2 separate regions of the Callithrix jacchus genome follow, and region 1 is linked to region 2. Evidence: chromatin contacts called from public Hi-C data. All regions are on one chromosome and are shown on one strand. The core of a region is the stretch at or near the end of the contact, and the rest is flanking DNA. Distances in the headings are between cores, read along the strand shown. Region 1 overlaps LOC144578695 (a long non-coding RNA gene). Region 2 overlaps RHOBTB1 (Rho related BTB domain containing 1).

Evidence for each region. A called contact is a pair of places that touch in the nucleus more often than the background predicts.
Region 1: a Hi-C map of skeletal muscle shows a contact between it and region 2, with 2.9 times the contacts expected there. The contact joins two enhancer-like sites. A contact is called at or near these places in 2 of 3 Hi-C or Micro-C datasets (both in skeletal muscle).

What each region holds. Positions count from the first base shown.
Region 1 is chr12:69,630,851-69,634,267 of calJac240_pri, forward strand. The region is part of intron 2 of LOC144578695 (a long non-coding RNA gene); the gene reads left to right. Among named protein-coding and RNA genes, the nearest start is that of CDK1, 47 kb to the right of the region's middle. Within about 2 kb of position 2,046, at least 1 of the 16 cell types and tissues checked has an H3K27ac peak or open chromatin away from gene starts, as enhancers often do. A contact at or near this core is called in skeletal muscle, where this site is marked.
Region 2 is chr12:69,576,250-69,579,840 of calJac240_pri, forward strand. It overlaps RHOBTB1 (Rho related BTB domain containing 1), which reads left to right. Exons shown (of 14, transcript XM_078345874.1): 11 at 2,020-2,170. Among named protein-coding and RNA genes, the nearest start is that of CDK1, 100 kb to the right of the region's middle. Within about 2 kb of position 1,407, at least 1 of the 16 cell types and tissues checked has an H3K27ac peak or open chromatin away from gene starts, as enhancers often do. A contact at or near this core is called in skeletal muscle, where this site is marked.

The DNA of each region.
Region 1 (3,417 bases), core at 796-3,295, 55 kb after region 2:
GTTGTTGAGTCTTGTCTACATTTAGCCTCCTGGGGAAAAGAGAGCATCTGGGTTAAGCAGACACATTATCATTCTCAACGATGCCAAATAGAACAAGTTTTGCGTAGGTCACCAGTCAGGAAATACACTGTGCAGTACGCTAAACAAGTACAACCCTTTGTGAGCGCCTGTGTGTCAAAGGTTGTCTTCAGCCCAAAGAATACACCCACCGACAGGGCAGGTGAAGTCCCTGCTCTCATAGCACCTACATCCCAGCAGAAGTGAGGCAAACCTAAACCAGCAGACAATGAGGATGATGTTTGTGGGGTGCTGCCCAACTGAGATGGTCATGAAAGTAAATTGTGGAGCTCAGGAAGTTGGTTTGGGGTTTGGGTATGCTTTTTTCACACTGAAGATGTTCTAGTCTTTAGTTTTTGAAAGACTGGGCAGTTCAGACATGTTTTGCATCCAAGGAGAATGGAAGAGGTCAAGTTAAAGGTCCAGACACCAGTTTAAATGCTAGCTCCGACATTCACTAGGGACTGTTCTCATTATTGACAGGTTAGCGACTGGGCTGGAAGATTGTTCATCATCAATGTCCTCTCCAATTCTGACACTCTGGGATCCCTGCTCAGCTAGGCATTAACCATAACACTCATGTGAGGTCACTGCAGAATTAATATCATTTTTATGCCTTTGCAGACTTATTTTTTCACTTTCCCTCTTGCTGAGAGTCATGTGTAGCTCTCTGCATTATGGAGTCAAGTTGTTACTATTCTGGAGCAAAAGGTTGAATTTTTGGCAAGATTCAGATAAGCAAAACCCTGTGTGTGTCTGGTAAAACTAAATAGTAATTGCAAAGTATCTCTTGCTACAAGCCCAAGATGTTTCCCAGATTTTTAAATATCTACTTTTAAATTCATGATTCTTTTGAGAAAAACAGGAAAGTAAAATAAATCTTCTCTTTTATGTACAAGTGCCTCAGGGAAAACAGAACTTTACGTAAATAGCTGCAGGTGGTGATGTAATAGTATCACAACAAGCCCCTATAAATTTTGGAGTTCTCCAAGTGAGCTATGGAACAATGACTAAAACTTTGCAGATTCTGTTCCGTCTCCCTGAAGTACTCTCCTCCTATCTCTCTGCTTGCACCTAATTCTCCTGAAGAATTTCTAATTTTCCTACTGGGAGTGGTGGCTCATGCCTGTAATCCTGGCACTTCGGGAAGCTGAGGTGGAAGAATCACTTCAAATCAGGAGACCAGCGTGGCCAACATGGTGAAACCTCATCTCTATGATAAATACAAAATTATCTTGGCGTGGTGATGCATACCTGTAGTCCCAGCTACTTGGGAAGCTGAGGCAGAAGAATCGTTTGAACCAGGAGGTAAAGGTTGCAGTGAGCTGAGATCACACCACTGTACTCCAGCTTGGGTGACAGAGCGAGACTTCATCTCCATAAAAAATCTCTAATTTTCCTTCAGTTGCAACTAACACATCCCTTTCTTGCAGAAGCCTTCTGTGACCAACCAAGACTGGGTGGGTGCCCTCCTCTGTGTTCCCTTAGCAATCTCTATCTTTGTCAATGATTTAAATAAGCTTTACCACACTACTTAAACAAAGTTATTTTTCACCCTTTACCTCAGATGCATGAAATCAGTTGAAAAATAATCCTTGGTTTGTAATGAATGCATTATTACCACTGCTATGCTTGGCCTTGTTTTATAATCAGTATTTTATTTCAACTGTGTATTTATTTATAGTTCTGCCCAAGAGAAATATAATACAAGCCGCTGCCCAACAGAAATCTAATGCAAACCACATTTGTAACTTTAAAATTGCTAATAGCTCCATTTTAAATAATGTTTTATGTAATTCAATATATCTGAAAAGTTATTCCTTCAACATTAATCAATTATAAAAATTATAAATGAGATATTTACATTTTTTGCAAATAAAAGCCTCAAAATCTGGTATATATTTTACCTTTAGAGCGTATCTCAGGTCTAGTCACACATCAAGTGATTGGGCAAATCAACACTATTCCTGATGCGAGGTAATAAGAAGACACAGCATCCTTTCCATGGTGTTGCTAACAAAAATGCATACTCTGAATCTAATCATGAAGAAACATTAGACAAACCTGAATGGAGAGACATTCTACCAGATATTTTGCTTATACTTTCCAAAAGTGTCAATGTCAAGACAGACAAAGCAAAAGCAGTTTAAAGGAGACTAAAGAGACATAACGACTGAATGCCACATATTATCCACGCACTTTTTTACTAGGTTAAAAAAATTAAATTTTATTCACACACATACACATATGGCAATTGGAAAAATCAGAATAAAGTCTGTAGATTGTACATGTTTTAACATTAATTTCTTGATTTTAATCATTGTACAGCAGTGATGTAACAGTGTTCCTGTTTTTAGGAAATACACACTAAACGGGAGGAATTGTAACTTTTGCAGTTCAGTCTCTAATGGTTCAGAAAGCAATATGAGAGAGTGAGAAGAGAGAAGAGCAAACAAAATGTTTGTATTTGGAATCTGGAAGAAGGTTATTCAGGAATTATTTGTATTAGTTGTTAAACTTTTGTTAGACATTATGTCAAAATAAGGAGGTAGATTGGTTTTTTTGAAGTTTACTGAATGAATACATTTCTAGAAACCCCACCCTCTTCAGTTTTTTAATTTAGGCATTAAAAGGTGTTCGAAGGACGAAGTGGAGGAAAAAGAAAATTCTCTTAATGGTTATTATTATATTCTTATATTGCATTAATCATAAGTGCTAAAAGTGCCTCCAGAATTTACCTCCTTTCTTGTGATTTTTCTTAAAAGGGCCTTTAGATCCCTGAAATTGAGGTTTTCATTACATGAATTCCAAATTATTTTGTTTCCACTTTGATGTGGGGGAAAGAGGATGTTTTACCAGCTTCTAACATTGAACCCAGAGGGAAAAGATAAATTATAAAATTACTCTTGGAAGATTGAGAGACACTTGAGTCATATCTTAGCTCTTTAATCATCAGGAGTTGGGGCAGTTCACAAGGAACGTTAACAGGAGCTGCTTCTCAATTTGAGTAGGCCCTTGATGCCAGGCTCAGGGACAAGACTCTCTATCTGTGACTCTTCATTCCTCTCTTCTGGTCTGGAAGCTTATCGCTTGTGGCTTGTGGCTTGACTGCTTTGAGACTGAAAAGGGGCCTAGGCCTTCTAGGGTTGGCTGAAAATGTGTGTGGCTTAGAGTCTAGCCCTATATCTAATTAGAAGTGGACCATGGAAGTGAGCCAGAGTTTTTTTTAACAACACGCCTTCAGTCTTCACATTTCAATTCTGCAAAGGTAGCCTCACTGGCCTCCCTCTAGTGGTCCTGAGTAAGATCGTCTTGGCCAGAGGAGCCATTCTCCCTGTTCAGGAAGGGATTATGAGTGTT
Region 2 (3,591 bases), core at 157-2,656:
TATACATCCTCCTGTATACTTTAAATTATCTCTAGAGTATTTCTAATACCTAATACAATGCAAATGGTATGTAAGTAGTTGTTTTACTGTATTGCTTAGGGAATAATGACAAGAAAAAACTCTATACATGTTCAGTACAGAAGCAATCGTGCCTTTTTTTTTTCAAGTATTTTTGATCTACAGTTGGTTGAATCCGCAGATGTGGAACCCACAGATATAGAGGGCTGACTCTGCGCATGTGCCTGAGTGTGTATGTGTATGTGTGCATGCGCATGCACACGTGCATGTAAATGGAGAGAGAGGTGCAATCATATACAATATATAGATGTAATCATGTTATAAAGATGTATATCTTTATATGTTGTATAGAGGTTTATTAAGTACTAGAATTAAAAAAGTTTATAACTGGCCAGGCACAGTGGCTCATGCCTTTAATCCCAGCACTTTGGGAAGCCAAGACAGGAGGACCACTTGAAGCCAGGAGTTTGAGACCAGTCTGAGTAGCATAGCAAGACCTCTGTCTCTATACAAAAAAAAAATTTAATAAAATAAAATAAATTAGCCAGCATGGAGGCACTGTCTGTAGTCCCAGCTACTAGGGAGATGGAGGTGGAAGGATTGCTTGGACGCAGGCCCAGGCTATCATCAAACCACTGCAGTTCACCCTGGGAAACAGAGTTAAACCCTGTCTCAAAAATTTAAAATAAAAAAGAAAGAAAAAGAAGTTCATAATTGTTCATTTTTTGAAGTAGAGTTCTCAAAAACCATTAATAAAATATGATGCTTCATTGTTCTGTAACGCAAACCTTTGCTACCTTGGCATTCAAAGTTTCCTGCACCGCACAGCAATTCTGAACATATACTTCCACATCATACTCCCTGGGTTTAAATCCCAGACACTACTTCCTAGCTATGTGACCTTGGACACGAGATTTAAATTAACCTCCTTGAACCTCCATTGTCTTTTCTGTAAAATGGCAAAAGTAAGCCTCTTCTCTCTAGGGTAGATATAAGCATCAGAGTGAAGAATGTGTGTGGAAACCTTGGCGCAGTGCCTGGTACGTAGGATGCCTTCAATTAAGGTTAATGTTTGTCAACATTAATAAGGTTAATAATTGTCAACATTACAATTGTAAACCAAGTGGTACCCTTCTGAACTACTCCAGGGCCTGTCTCATGGAGTGAGAGACCTAAAATAAAGAGTAACTGTACACAGTGTACATCTCCGTAGATCCATGCCCACCTATCCAGCACTCCACCTCCCAGGCAGTCCCTGGCTCTCTAGCAAACTCTAGCATGCATTTATATGGACAACTACAGGCACTCAGGAGTGAAACTGTGGGAATCCTACAGAGCACAGTTCCCCTGTACCCAGTCTTACTCCCCTGGAAGTCCCAAGCAAGGACTCCTTTGAATTCTCTGAATCTACTGATAACCGTTAATGTTCCAGTAGTTCTGAATCCAGGTGGTTGTAGGAAAAAACAATGAAGTGTATACATTGTGTAGTAGGTTGTAATGTATTGTGCACCTGCCAACAGAATGTGGAAATCAAGCTGGTCACTGTGGCAGCTAGGGTGGCGGCTCCTCCCGTTTTGACGTCTTGGAGAGCTAGGCTCCATCGTGTCAGAAACAGTGTGGTTTGCAGCTCCCCCCAACACCTGTCATGTTGCTAGGAGATTTCTTTCCCCACAATAGAGTATTATAAGGTGCTCAGCATGAGGGCCCCTCATGTCGTCATACATTTCCAGCCCATTTGTCTGATTTATAAGTCCAAATAGTTATTTAAAAATTCCACATCAGGCTGTGTCAGGCAGCTCCACTCTTTTGTCATCTGCAAATCAAAGCATTATATTTAGAGTCATAAATACAGAAGGATTCCTATGCACAGCCTCAAAGCAGGTGTCCAAGACTCACCAATCGCAAATCACACAGTTAGGATATTTATAAGCAGCATTGCCTGAAAATGTGCCCACTCCCTGCTTTCTGCAGCAGAATTTAGCTTTTTGTTTAATATTTCAGGTGTATCTCCCGCACATAAACAAGATATCAATGCAAGCAGTATTGGATTATCTCTATACCAAGCAGTTGTCTCCTAACTTGGACCTGGACCCGCTGGAATTAATTGCCTTGGCAAACAGATTTTGCCTGCCACACTTGGTTGCGCTTGCAGGTAAGGCTGATGACTCAGGGCCATGCAGTGTCTCTCATATTTATCAAAATCACATTTAAATAAAAATAAGACTTCCAGGGATTAAAAATTGGTTTTTTATCACCCCAAATAGGACTGTCTTGTAGAGAATGATATGAACTAATCAGATTGTATCAGACAGCCCAATTCAATTCAACAAATATTTCTTAAGCACCCCCTCTGTGGTGGGCCCGGTTAGGTGATACAATCATGAAGGAGAGTAATGCATGACTCCTGCCCTTGAGGCACATGCTCTATGCATGCTGAGTCATTTGTGCACCCCGAGTTTGAAACAAAACTATTTTATCAACATTATCTCCATAGTAAGTGCCCAGACACAGTCTTTAAGAAGAAGGCAATAGATGCCCTGTTTAGGAGCACAGATGACAGAGCCAGATTGCCTAAGATCAAACCCTGGCTCTACCATTTACTGACCAGCTGACTTTGTCCTGTAACCTTAGCTCTGTGTCTCATCTTTCTCACTCTTTAAAATGGGGCTAATATTATTCAGCCATAGAGCTGTGATGAAGATTAAATGAGTTAAAATATAAAGTCCTTAGAACAGCGTCTGGCGCATAGTAGCATTATGTAAGTGGTTTTCTTAAAGCTATTTTAGAAAATGTTCTGACATTGTCAAGTTCATTTTGGGAGAAAGACAAAAAAGGGAAACTTGGCTTAACTTCACAAAATCTTATGTATCATTTCTAGATTTGTTCAGTTGGGAAGCAGGCTCTATAGGATATATGTACTTAAATGCCTTTCTCTTGAATTCAGATCTTCAGCCGGATTGCTGGGTGTTTATCATTATGTTTACTTGATTCCTACTAACCATCAAAGCAGAGATAAAAGACTGTCTTGTTCACTGGCCTTTCTTCTGAGTGCCTGAGCATATTAGCTTTTGATAAATATTTGCTAAACAATTGAATGAATGAAGATGAATATATGAACAAACCAACCAGTCCTATCTGCACTTGACTTTCTGGCAAAGTCTTTGGAAAAAAAAAAAAAAGATTAATTTCTCTGTCCTCCAGGTTTCTACACACAACCACCTGGAGATCAAAGTCCTCTCTTTACCCTACTTCCTCCCCAGTTGGATAGAAGAGCGAGTTGAGGCATCGATATTAGATTTATTTTAAAAACTGTTTTTAACCAATATACCTAATAGATCCAAAGGAGTGCACTAGTTTTTTAAAATACTCACTCTGGGAGGCTTCAGTGGGCAATTACTTTTTTCAGAAACATAAGTTCCAAGACATTTAACTATCCACAGGTTTTATAACACTGTCCTGAGGATACATTTTTATTTTATTTTATTTTATTTTTTGAAATTGTCAAAAGTAATTTGGAGCCAAATCTGCTAAATAAGGTTTGTGATCAGTCTCAGACGAGTATCATTTTTGCTT